Regions from separate parts of the Mus musculus genome. Here all the other regions are linked to region 2. The links are chromatin contacts, called in public Hi-C maps. All regions are on one chromosome and are shown on one strand. The core of a region is the stretch at or near the end of the contact, and the rest is flanking DNA. Distances in the headings are between cores, read along the strand shown. Region 1 overlaps Marchf11 (membrane associated ring-CH-type finger 11). Region 2 overlaps Retreg1 (reticulophagy regulator 1). Region 3 holds the start of Myo10 (myosin X).

Region 1 (4,311 bases), core at 31-2,530, 460 kb after region 2:
TCATTTAGGTTTTGGTTGGTTGGTTTCTTTTGCTCATAGGACTTAGGTCTAGGTAATTTACTCAACTAAAGTGACAGTTTATGGTCAGGATAGTGTCAGTCAAATATGGGCTTTTCCTATAGCCAGGAGACGACAATGAAGACTGTTCTCATATAAGAAAGTGGGCTCAGAGATTTTCTAACTCCCCAATTCTTGTAGAAATTTCACCCCAATAAGGGATATAGAGGTTGGCTTTTCTTTGGCCATTCAAGAGAATACAAATTGGAATGATTAGCACCACGTAACAGAAGATCATTTTAAATGAGTGATCTGTAAATTTATGAACAATAGCAAGAAAACAGTTTTGCTAGTGATATTTTGATGCTATTTTTATCTAGAATTTAAATTCGGAGAGAATGACTTACTAAACAACACTACTTCCTAATTTATAAGTTTTAATTTACTTGAGTCTTTAATTTCTTTGTAATTATTTCTTTGTAATGTATTCATGTAAGTCACGTTTAAACACTTTTGGTTCATAGCTGGATGTGTGGACACTAGTGCCCAAGAGACAAAGGCAGGATGATCTGGAGGGGGAAGCCAGCCTGAGAGGCACAGCAGGTTCAAGGGTAGCCTGGACTACAGAAATACCTAAAGAGCTATTTATGCATTCCATTTCTTCATGAGTCAGTTTTGAGAGGTGATTTTTTTTGTATGCTACCTATCTATTTCCTCTATAGTATTGAGTTGATTGGCATAGCATCAGTGATTACAAACCCTCTTTCATTTCTCTAAGTTGCTGTTAACTTTTCTAAACACATGGTCCTGTTTTCTGATGGTTTCTAGAGGTTGCTTAGGTTTCTGCTTTCTTTTGTCTGATTTTATCTCAGCTCTGAAAAGTTTATGAAGATGATTTTCTCGCAAAGCAGCTGCAGTCCAAACTATGAAAGCACTTTTATCTGGCAGCCTACAAGCTACTCTATTAAGACCAGGCTTGTAACCAAGGGAATGTTTTATCTTCTTGTCATTCTGATTCCACAATGGCAAGTTTTCTTTCCATGTTTTCAATCCTAACTCTAGGGCTACAATCTAAATACGATTTAAAGATGACCGAACATAGATTGCATTTAAATTCATTTCTTTCTGATGAGGACACTCCTTAGGAGCAGATGTTCTCTTGGGTAGCCCTGGTGAGTAATCCCACCTATCATCTTACTACAGACCCATTAGCTTATGATTCATATCTGGCCTTCCTTGTAAAAGCAAATACAACACAGTACTTTGAGCTCAATGATTTAATGCTCACCAAACAAAACTGTGCCCAAGTTCAGGCTGGCGTCCTCTTAGCACATGTTATTTTCTAGGAGCAAACTGGGCTCTTAGAAAATGTTCTAACTCTTTCAGATAGCGGGATGGGGAGCACATCTCTTAGGTGGTTTCCTGGATATGCAACTATGTCTTACTGGTTGGAAGTCATTTACCCAGAAACTTGAGATCTTGTTTTGGCTTGGTCTCCTGACAGGTTTTATAGAAAATTCCTAGACTTGCCTCTGTATCTTGTCTTATCTATAGGCAGCAATAAACCCAAGCTAATCAGGCACAATCTTTTGGTGAGGTTGCTATCATTATAGTTTCAGAGAAGTTAATATTATTTTCTGAGAAGAGGGGATGGCATGGACCCTCACACAGTGTTCCTAATTATGCCCATATGTATTGTCTATATTTTTTGGAACAGACAAAAGCACTTCTAAAAGAATTCATGTTCAGAGAAGATGTACTTTACAATGTGAGTTGATTTGTTTTTCTAATCTAGTTCAAATTAAAGAGTCAAGTCCTTAAGATTATCTTCCTTTGTGGCTGTGTCTTAGACGCTGTAATTTCCAGGCTCAAGAAGCACCTATGGATGGATGCCCCTGAGCAAGCTCATGCCAGTCTTAGCTGGTGTTTGCTGGGTGGCTCTCGCTGCTACTAGTTTTCCTTCTCTTTATGGCCGATGTCACTGTGTCTGTGTTGCTCCTCCGGGAAGAACATTATACTCAGGATGTGGCTGCTTACGCACATAGAGTAAGGATGAGAGCAGGCACAGGAAGCAGGGAAGGAGGTTCAGAATTAACTTAGGTGTGGAGGACAGATCTCAACTGGTGGTTTGGACAGAGCCAAACTTTATGATGATGGATGTGAAAAGAATGGCTACTTAGCAGTCACATGGATGGCAGAAGCCACTTTCAGTATCCCAAATTTCCAGACACTGATGGGTGGGGTGAGCAGTGTGGTGAGTATAAGGAGGGTAAGTTTCAGCTTCAAGCATTGTAAAACCTGTGGTCTGTGCAAAATGTAGAGACCGCAGGACTGTCTGTGATCCAAGTAGTGGGGACTAAGCAGATGTATAAACAGTGGCTCTGAGGGCCAGGAAAGAAGAGCTGTTCTTAGAAGAGGGAAAACAAGAAGGGAAAACAGGATGGTTTGGGTAACCGAGGTGGCTTTAGAGCCCAGTTGGAAGGGATGAGAGTAGTGCTAGTAAGAGAGGGAGAAGGGACATGCTCAGTTCCCAAAGTAATAAATGATATCTGAAAGAGTGAAATAAAATGAACCAAGAGAGGTCTCTCCCTCCCTTCTTCCCCTCATCCCTTTATTCTCTTCCTAGTGATCTCTTGATCTCCCTTGATCCCTTTCTCTTAAGTTTTGTAGCAACGTGTGCCACGTCCTGAGGATTCATGCTGATCTGAAAAGCCCTCTTTGATGGTATTTACAGGCTCAGCCCTTCTTCCCTTAGGAACTGTGGACCTAGGATTACACAGAACAGTGGATAGTGCTCGGCCACAAGTCCAGCTAGAATCCTCTTTTAACAGACCACAAGACACAGGGCTGGAGCATCACCAGAAACATGTCATAGCATTGCATGGAAGCAGATATATGAAATTGTCATTAAAGTTCACTAGAGTTATGATATCTAGTAAGTTAACAGTATGATCACAGGAATCTGACCACTTCAGCTTATACCTCGTTTCTAGTCCTAAATGCAATAACTTGGGGAGACTGCATAGCTTACTGTCCTGGCTACATTTTTTTTCTGTTGTTGTTGTTGTTGTTGTTTTTTGATAAAATACTCTGACAAAAGCCACTTAAGAGATAAAAAAAGGTTTATTTTAGTTCAAAATTCAAGGGTATAATCCTGGCAGCAAGAGTTGGCAGGAATTGGTCATGTTGCTTGCACAATGAGGGAGTAGAGAATTATGAATGAATGTTCAAGGTCAAACGCTGTTTTCCAGTTTATGTAGCCCAGGACTTAGGCCAAGTGAATGGATTTTCCCACTTTTAGACTGGATCTTCAGACTTCAATCAACCTAATTAAGATAATTAATCACCATCCTGCCCAGAAGTGTGCCTCATGGGTAATTCTAAATTATGCCAGTAATTAATATTAATACTCAGGACTCCCCCACTTGCCAGCATCCAAGTACATCACTTTTAAGTCAGAATATTATACCCTTCTGGCTTCTGGCACATCATATAATGTAGAAACACATTCAGTCTAACACTAAAGGCCACTGTGGTCTTAAAAACTTCTAATATTGTTTACAAATCCAAAGTCCAAGTCCTATCTTATACACAAGGCAATCTTTTAACTATGAAATCCAAAATGAGTTATTATGTATTTCCTACATGCAACAACACAGAATTTCCAGAAAGGAAGGATGAAGGCATACAGAGCAATAATGGGACCAAAGTAAGATTGAAACCCAGCAGGACAAACACCAAATCTTGTAGCTCCAGTTTTAGTACATGAGGCTGACAATAGAGTCATCAGTCCACCAGAAGGATTTGGTAGCCCCACCCTTTCAGATCTATTGCGTGCAGCACACACAACCTCTCCTGTGGCTTTGTTTCATTCCATGCGGCTTTCCTCAGCAGACTCCTCTTGGCTCTTGGTTCTGGCATCTTCATCTTCCTGGGGTCTCCACTGCAGTTTAGACTTCATCTTTACAAGTTTGCATAGTGGCATCTAAGGGCTCCTTGCACAAACTCTGACCCTGTCCCACGTTGCCTTACCTGCTGTCTATGATCCCCTCAGTCTTGCACATTTCACATCCTGTATCACCTTGGAGCTGCTGTTGAATTCCATGAGTTTGAGATGCAGCCTGGCCCTAATGGACCACAGCTGTGTATGCTTCTCTGTGCCAATCATGGGGAAACATTTCACCTGGGGGTAGGGGGTGGGGCTGAGTTCCTTTTGTAGGCCAGGGATCCTCTCTAGCCCCAATTGGTTGGTAGAGGGCTGCTCTTGTGTCACAGGTCTTATTGTCCTGGCGCAGATCAGGATATTTTGCTTCA
Region 2 (4,573 bases), core at 326-2,825:
TGGGACAGGCTACAGAGCTATTAGGCACGTCTTCCCAGTGTGCTCTAACTTCTGTCTTGTGTCTCACTACGCTCTCAACATTGGGTAGCCTGCAGTTGGTGTGAGGGGGTGTGAGATTTCCTGCCCCTCTTTCCACGGCAGCTGAGCTGAGAACGCTCAGAGCCACATTAGCATGGACTGGATGCTGTCTTTCTTATAACTCCGTTCTCTTCTGCTTACAACCACCAGTTAGATCCAGTGCTAGCTCCAGTTTCTCATTAACGGGTCTGTAGCTTTACCAGACTAGGTTATCCTAGTAAATGATTCACTGGGCTGTGAATGAAGTTTGGGAAGGGACAGAATCAAAGGGCGTGAGAAGTTCAGCCTTTCAGGGACTTTCTTCCCCGAATTTGTGCTAGGATGGGATCTGTGACATCACTCCTGGGTGACAGTAGTGTTTGTGCACGGTTTCCTTCCGAGATGGCAGAAAGCCTCTGCAGCTCTGCCACTGCAGGTATGGTCCGCCTCTGTCTGTACCTTTCCAAGCATCACCAACGCATGTGTTGACAAGGCCAAACTCATGAGCTCGGTTGGTACTTGAGAAGCCGCACGAGTTTACAGCAACTGCTCCAAGGTCATCATCAGAAAGAAAACCCCACAGACAGGCTTGTTATGTTGGTATTTTGTAGTTGGTAGGTGCTTGATTTGAGAAATTCCCTTTGGAGTCCCTAGAGCCAAATTGAAACAGTTGCAAAAGCGTGGGAGTGCTGGCCCAGAAATCTGGCCCTTGCTTGCTTCTGGGTTTGATCCTTTGCATTGTAAACAAAACACAAAATAACAAGCTTAGAACAAGGATTCTGAAGAACTGATTTTGCCAGCAAAGTGGCTCAGCAGGAAAGGACACATGCCACCAAATATAAGGGCCACCAAGTGTGAGGACCTGAATTTGAACCCTGGAATCCTCAGGGTAGAAGGAGAGGAGACTCCTCAAAGTTAATCTCTGATGTCTGTATATGTGGTGCCCCCCCACACCTATTACAGACATAAATAAACATTTTTTAGAAGAACTGATTATATATATGTGTGTATATATGTATATGTGTGTGTGTGTGTGTATGTATATATAATGTCAGACACATTCTTTTCTTAACCCAGAAAACAGAGGAATATAAACACACAAACTTTACATGGAAAAGTGTTTGGCCATGTGCTGTCTTCAAGATGAGCACATCTCTGTTCATCCCAAATGCCATCCCCACTTTCCTTATGCAAGGCTACGCTGCTTTTAAAAATAAAGGTTATTTTAAAAACATGCCACTCACTTCAGTCATATTTGATAAGTAGAGAGCCGAGGACCTGTAATTACCTGACATTAACTAGCTGCTGAATAAAATGATTGTGAAGGTCTGACAGATACTCCAAACACATTTGAGGCAAGTGCGGGACTCGATGGTTACACCTGCCAACCGCTCGTGAGCTCCTGCTCCAGAAGGAACACAGGGGCTCCAGACAAGACGAGCAGGCAGTAAGGGCCAGGCCCGGTCTTGACCTTTCCTTGTCTCCTGGCTCTCTGAGTCCCAGCTGCAGATTACGAAATGTGCCCTGGATGTTGTTTCCAGAGGGCACACGTCCCTTTGATGACAGCTTATTTCTGGATTCCTGGGGCAAATGCTTGAAGTCTGATGACATTCAGGGGTGTGTTTCCCAGGCCAGCATCTGATTAGTCACCAAATTCCAGGGACTCTCCCAGTTGGCTTGCGGTATAGCACGTGAGTCCAGAGATAAAATAACTTATTTCCTCTAGTCTCATTTTAATGGTCCACAAAGCCAAGCCTTGTTCCTTTCTCTGGGCTCTAACTGTGGATGTCGATAGGCCATTTAAAAAATGAAACCCTGTTCTTTGTGGGTAAACAGGGTTGCTAAGGCTTTTGCAGGTGGGGCTCCTTTTAAGGGTGTGTGACCTTATATCTGAAAAGGTGACTCGAGTCACCTCTGAAAAATCTTAGAAAGTAGAGTGAGACCACATCAGGTTCTTTCCGGAGCTCCTCAGTGTTACTTTAACAAGCAACGTGCTTGTCTTTCCTCTCCGTCCACAGACTGGGTCTGTGATCCCTGTCGGGGCTCAGAGGCTCAGCAGGTCTGTGCTATGCCAGGAGGAAGGGCTGTATTAGTTAAGGCCCTGGAGATCCTCTGGATTTTGCAGTACTGCCTTTAAAATGAGGACAGTGGGAGCAGCAGCCTCGCAGAGCTTCAGCCAGGATGCAGCTCACAGAGATGTAACGTTTAACAGCACTGTTGTGCCGTGCACATTGGGCTCCTCTGATCTCTGCTCTTGGTCTCTGTCGTTACTGTCATTTGATTTGAGAAGAGCCACTGATCCGAAGCTGCCTTTATGCCAAGCCCCAGACACCACAGGAGCAGAATCAAGCACTAATCCTGCAGCTGCCCAGATCCCTCACATCACAGACTCCTGTGGTCCAAGTCCCATCTCTTCATCTGTCTGTGAGGTTGGCATCTGGGTCCTCACAGTGGGAGCCAGGCGCCATCTGCTTTCCACTTTAGTGGAGTTGGGTATGTGTGGCAGGATTAAGTTTCCTAGCGTTCTCCACCACTCAGGGTTGCACCATGGCTCTGGAAATCTCTTCGGATTTGGGGTCCTGTGAGATCCATCATTTCTTTCTCTCCTGTGGCTGTGGTAAAATGGAGGGACAGGGCTGTGCTGATCTCAGTTCCTACCCCTGCTAAAACGCAGTGGTTCTGTGACTATAGCCAAAGGCAGAGAGTTCCTGCTCTAAATGTGTTTCCTCTCCCTGGTGTTTGCCCTGAGCACTGTCAAAAACACAGCAGTCACATCATGTGGAGAGGTGGAGATGACTCACTGACACATGGTACCCAAGGCCCACATGCATTTTTTTTAAGTGAGAGTGCTCTCTCTCTCTCTGTCTCCCTCTCCTTCTCCCTCTCTCCCTCTCTCCCTCTCCCTTCCCCTCTCCCTCTCCCTCTCTCTCAAAGGACTTGCCCTTTAGCAAGGAATAAGATCTTGAAATAGCGCTGGGCAGTGGTGACACAAGCCTTTAATCCCAGCACTCGGGAGGCAGAGGAGGGCGGATTTCTGAGTTCTAGGCCAGCCTGGTCTACAGAGTGAGTTGCAGGACAGCCAGGGCTACACAGAGAAACCCTGTCTTGGAAAACAAACAAACAAAAAAAATCTTGAGATCCCATTCCTTTAGGGTATAGGAAATGGCATTTAATTTCAGACATTATAGTGAGATTAAAGGGCTCAGAAGTCTCTAACATGTGTGGTAGAGCCTCTCTCTGAGAAGAGCTGTTAGACTCATCCAGCTAAGTTAGATGGGTTCTTCTGCCAGCGATGGGGGCGGGGGGGGGGGCAGGGACAGATGAGTGAGGATGACTTGGAGCTGGTCAAGGGAAATCAATTGACATTAGACCTTTCAAAACAATGTAGATATTTTTATCTATTTATTGTGTGCTGTGGCGCACATGTGGACATCAGAGGACAGTGTGAAGAAATTGCTGTTGTTCTTCCGGCCTGTGGGTCCTGGGGATTGAACTCAGGTCATGAGGTTTGGTGAAAGTCCTCTTTACCCACTGAGGCACCTTCCCAGCCCTGGTATTGGACTGTTTTGCCTAACCCTCTTGCCCAGTAGTAAGGGCTATGGTTAAAAACGTTCCCCAGAAGGTTTCGTGTGGCCCCAGTACAGGGGAACGCCAGGGCCAAAAAGTGGGAATGGGTGGGTAGGGGAGTGGGGGGGAGGGCATGGGGGACTTTTGGGATAGCATTGGAAATGTAATTGAGGAAAATACGTAATAAAAATATATATTAAAAAAAAAAGAAGGTTTCGTGTGTTAAAAATTTAATGTCCGAGTTCACACGTTAATGGCATTTAGAGGTGGGACTTCTAGGGAGTGACTGTGATTAGATGAAATTATGTGAGACCTGCATAATATCCCTAGTGTGCTGAGCAGAGGGGAGACCCAGTCTGGCACAGGGCAGCTTGGTGCCACATCACGATACAACACAGGGCCTTCATCAGATGCCAGGACCCAGTGTTCATGGATTCTCCAGTCTGCACAGCCCTGTACCAGGACTCAGCATCTCAGGACTGTTAGGATAGGAAGTCAACCGAGGGTCCAGCTGTGCTGCCTTGGCCTCTAGGTAGTTTCTCACTCAAAGGTCATCTCTGAAAACCCTCAAGGAGACCCTTGGTTGGTTTGTTTCTGTCTTTCATTCTTTTGCCCTTCTTTCATTCTTTTTGCCCTTTTTGGACAAACCCCACACATGCATCTCTGGCTGGCTATAACTTACGATGTAGACCAGGCTGACTCTAAACTTGTCCTCTTATCTTCAGTCTCTGTGCTCCATGTGTCTCAATAGCTGGTGAAAACCAAGCCATGCTAGAAAGCATTGTCATCTTCCTCAAGGATGCTACCGTAAGACAAAGGCAGGGGATGAATTTTGAACCCCATTAGTTCCTGACACACATCTTCTACTCTAAAGCATCCGTTTACTTTGGCATTATCTACACCTTGCACCTCTGCGTGATCCGTGGTGTTTCATTGGATACAGTTTTGC
Region 3 (4,295 bases), core at 1,770-4,269, 290 kb before region 2:
TATGAGCCACTATGTGGTTGCTGGGAATTGAACTCTAGACCTCTGGAAGAGCAGCCAGTGCTCCTAACCTCCGAGCCATCTCTCCAGCCCCAACATTTTTTAAATAAGCAAAACAATTGCACAAATTTGACTCTGCATGTGGGATCTGGTGTACAATTTTTCCTATATGAGTTAAGTAAGGGACACTTATTAACCATATCTTCTTAGGTGACATATATCTATGACTAAACATGATGTCCCAAGACCTTTAGTTCCTCTACTAGGGAGGCAGAGGCTCCTAGATCTCTGAGTTTGAGGTGAGCTTAGGTCCCAGGACAATTAGAGCTAAGTTAAGAGATCTTGTCTCAACAAACCCCTTGCCTCCCCCCAAAAAACAACTAAAATCTATGCATGCATATGGCTACAGATTTCTTATCATAAATGAACCCTTTGAATGCTCCTCTATTGTTTTGATGTCATATAAAGAACATTCATAATTATATGAAAGAATATTAGTATATTCTTGAACATTATTATTGTTCAACCAAAAACATGTTGAATCAGAATAAATGCAGAAGTAACTACAATAACTCAATATTTTCTATTAAGCAAAAAAAATACACAAGCAATATCATTTTATTAACTATAATTTGCATTTTGGACCATATAGTTGTTTTTCATAAACTATGTTGTTTTAACGTGTATTTATTTATCATTCCTTTAAATTATAAAAACAAACACAACAGCACTTTAAAAACAAAAAAACCCAAACCTACTGTGTGGGCTCAGGCCTATGCCAGTGCTCAGAAAGCTGAGACAGAAGGACCTCAGGTATGAGACAGACCTGAGCTACTTAGGCTCAACAACCAGCTGGGGCTAGCTCAGTTGGTAAAGTGCTTGCCTAGAATACACAAAGCTCTGGGTTCTATTCTCGGGGATGCCAAAGTGCCCTAGAGGCAGGGAACATCAGAAGCTCAGAGTCACCTTAAGCTACACAGAGAATTCTAGAATATCCTGGGATACTCCAGATCCTGTCTCTAAGGAAAAATGAACAGACTTTAGGTTTTGTTTTGTTTCTTTTTTAAAGTTTTAAATCTGCAGAAAAAGAAGGGAAAGCCCAGAGTGGCCACACAGTTAGGTAGTTCCAGGCTTCTCTATTACCAAGTGTTGTGTTAACGTAGCACATCTGTTTTAGCTGATGAGCTAGGATTGGCTCGGATGTTGACTTCTGAGAGGCCAGGGGCCAAGGTTGCCCAACGAGTCTGGAACAGGACCGATGCTGGGAACCAATTCACACCCACATACTCTAACCAGCTCTTTAAATCATTTTTCTTGCAGAGATGTGTGTAGATTAATGGGATAATGGCATAATTGTTCAGCTGCCCTACCTGAACACAGCTGGTGGCAAAGCTCATTTGACTAAGCACTTTGGTTGTGTTGAGCATTTTTGATATCTGTTCTGGCTCCATCTTAACCTTCCTTCAGCCTCGTGTAAACCCGTGGAAAAAACCAGCCACGTGGCATAGCACATGTATCATTAACTGGTTTATACCTTGAATCTTCCCTCAAAGTGGGGAGATGGGAGTAAGGTCACCAACACTAATGTAATGCTTTGGAGTTCAATAATGCTTAAATTCCCAAATAAAGATGACAAGATGGTTCACATGTTCAGCCATTTCATTCAGTCTGAGCACAAGCTTCGACTCTCCCAACTGCAGGTGGATAGGACATCAAGAAAAAGCCAAATATGTGATTGATCTTCCAACATCTGGAAAAAAAAAAAAAAAAAAAAAAAAACCTAAGAAGCGGGTACCTAACCAGGCAGGGTGCAGCTTGGGATAGTGAAGGCTGTGTCTGTTTCCAGAAAGACTGCCCTGGAAAGTATCTTTCTCAAGCGGCTGGCAGTTAACAAATCCTTTAAGTAGAACTTCTCAAGTCAGTTCATTGTTGTTCCCAGCTTGCCAGTTAACAACCTGCTGCTGGACCAGCTGTGTGGTTCCGGAGTGAGTCTGACAACACCCAGCCGGTTGGTTCAAAGGGTTCATAGATCCAGTACTTGGGTGACCTGATCTTGCTAAACTGCTACAGAAGGAAACTCCTTCTGAGCTGTTGGGAGTTCTTTCTGCAGTGGGCCAAGCACCAGCTTTGGAGGGCCCTCTGGACTCCTGTTAGGAAAGCAGACTTAGGAATCCCAGTCCGTGTTACAGGATCCCCAGATTCCTGGCCACAATAAAGCTGGAGTTGTCTCGGTGAGAATCAGGACTGACTCCTGGTGAACCGAGAGCAATTACCCATCTCTCTCGCATCTGCTCTACTTCCTTTACGTCCAGAAAAAGAGGTTACAGTTACAAGTGCTATAGGACACGTCCCCTTCCAGTATACAAAACATTTCCCTGTGGCTATCAAAAAACCCACTTGGAGCAGAGAAACTCAACAAGGAAAAGCAGCTTTCAAAAGTTCAGATTCCTGTTTTCCGCTTCCTGTCCTGGGATCGCACGATAGAGTCGCAATGATGAGATCCACGTGGAGCAGGTTCTTGGGGTGTCTAACATTCACCGCCGTGGGGCCCCTCCTCTTCAGTCCCGGGTAACTTTCTAGTATCTACGATCAGAGGGAAGAGTCAAGTCATCTAATAGCGCCTAGGCCGGTGGCAAGAAGACCCAGGAGAAGCACACTGCTCTATGGATTCAGAGTGGATCTAGGCGGTAGCTGGGACTCCGCGCACCCGCCGCTCTCAGGGAAAGCACAGGGCAGGGCTCCGAGGGGCGGGGCCGCGCATCCGGTGGGCGTGGTTTGGGTGGTAGCTGGGAGAGGGCGCGGCATGTAGGAAGCCCGAGCAGGCTGTGGGCGGGGCTATAATGGGCGTGACCAGGAGTCGAGTAGGCGGGGTTTGGGTATATTTGAGAGCAGACGCTCAGTCTCCGCAGGTTGGAGGAGTTTCTGGGGGCGGGGCCAGGTCCGTAGGAGGCGTGGCTTTACTCGTGGAGGCGTGGTTATATATTGGGGGCTGGGATTGAGGGCGGGGCGGACCGAGCACAAGGGTAAGCGAGACCGGAGAGCTGGTGAGAGCCGGCCGCGCCTGGGGCGGGAGAGCTCACCGTTGTTGGTTTGCTGGTGATCCGAAGTCGTCCACCCCACCCCCGCTGGGACCGAGCGCCCCCGGCGGAGCTCCAAGGGAGGCAGGCGCGTCGCCAGCCCCTTGCCGGCCCTCCCCCAGCTCGGGAAGAATGTGCCACCAGCTGTTCTCCTCCCGGGAGCACTTCGCCCAGAAGTGAGGAACTTGGAGGAAGGAGAGACAAAGGCTGTGGTTGGGACAGAGGAGGTCCGAGACGCGGACAAAAGGTGCGGAGGAGCAGCAGCGACCGGGGGATGGCAGAGCGGCGGCTCCGCGGGCTGGAGTCGCCCCGAGGCGCACCGTGACACGCGTGGCTTCCCGGGACCTGCCGCTGCGCTGACTTCCGCGACTGGAGCCGTGCCGGGAAGGTGCGGGCGCCGGAACAATGGACAGCTTCTTTCCCGAGGTGAGTGAGTGGCGGGGAGGACCTGGCTGAGACCGGGACCCGGACCGGCACACCGAGCGCGCCCCAGCGCCTGCGCGTCCCCAGGAGGGGAAACTTTGTGGGAATCTCCTGAAACCCCACTCCCTCCGCCGGCCCCGAGTCTCGGATGAGTAAGCCTAGGCAGGTTTGAGTTTGTCCTGCGCTCGCATGTCCCCGGGCGTGGGTGGCTAGCTGACACTCCGCGCCAGGTGAGTCCCCGGGCGCCGGGTGGGGGAGAGCTGCGGACCGGACGGCTCGGGTGCAGGAAACGCGGTAAAAGGCGCAGCCGGGAGGTGCCTTGCTCCAAGAAAGGTCTGGGACTTCCTTTGCTGAACGTGCGGGCTTCCTGTGGCTTCCAGAGGAGCCGGCTAACGAAGTGTGAGCCGGCCGGCTGGGTCCTCGGTCACTGCTTGCCCTGCCTCATTGGGCTTTCAAGTCTGGGGTCCTTACTTTACTAGTACTGCTCAGGTCGGGTTTGCAGATAATTCCAGAGTACGAGACCGAATGATCTTGTTTTTAATGCCATTTTTTTTGGCAGATCTTGAATTCGAGTTTAAATAAAATTTGTTTAGGGCAAACAATGGTTATTTTAGAAGATGAAACCGATGCCCGCTTTAGGGTCTTTGAGGGCGGGACACCACAGTTACTTGAGACGGGACTTGAAAGTTCCCTTTTCCCCCAGGGATGGAGAGCCGCTCTGGTTTCTTGGCCCCGATTCCTTTCTTGGTTGTGTTTATTTAATAAATTCTGTTTAAGTTTTGAGGTTTGAAGTGGCTC

Evidence for each region. Hi-C and Micro-C count contacts between places; a contact is called where the count stands out from the background.
Region 1: a Hi-C map of the C2C12 cell line shows a contact between it and region 2, with 2.6 times the contacts expected there. The contact joins two enhancer-like sites. A contact is called at or near these places in 3 of 484 Hi-C or Micro-C datasets (the C2C12 cell line and liver) and 1 of 9 other capture datasets (pancreatic islet).
Region 3: a contact with region 2 is called in a Hi-C map of muscle stem cells, with 4 times the contacts expected there. The contact joins the promoter of Myo10 here to the enhancer-like site in region 2. A contact is called at or near these places in 1 of 39 promoter capture datasets (pre-B cells), 2 of 484 Hi-C or Micro-C datasets (Sertoli cells and muscle stem cells) and 1 of 9 other capture datasets (adipose tissue).

The regions. Positions count from the first base shown.
Region 1 is chr15:26,377,846-26,382,156 of GRCm38.p6, forward strand. All of the region lies in intron 2 of Marchf11 (membrane associated ring-CH-type finger 11), which reads left to right. Among named protein-coding and RNA genes, the nearest start is that of Gm36790, 66 kb to the right of the region's middle. Within about 2 kb of position 1,281, at least 18 of the 459 cell types and tissues checked have an H3K27ac peak or open chromatin away from gene starts, as enhancers often do. A contact at or near this core is called in the C2C12 cell line and liver, where this site is marked.
Region 2 is chr15:25,913,601-25,918,173 of GRCm38.p6, forward strand. All of the region lies in intron 3 of Retreg1 (reticulophagy regulator 1), which reads left to right. Among named protein-coding and RNA genes, the nearest start is that of Mir7212, 32 kb to the right of the region's middle. Within about 2 kb of position 1,576, at least 128 of the 459 cell types and tissues checked have an H3K27ac peak or open chromatin away from gene starts, as enhancers often do. A contact at or near this core is called in the C2C12 cell line, adipose tissue, liver and 1 more, where this site is marked.
Region 3 is chr15:25,619,531-25,623,825 of GRCm38.p6, forward strand. It overlaps Myo10 (myosin X), which reads left to right and starts at 3,020. Exons shown (of 41, transcript NM_019472.2): 1 at 3,020-3,500. The coding sequence starts at 3,480.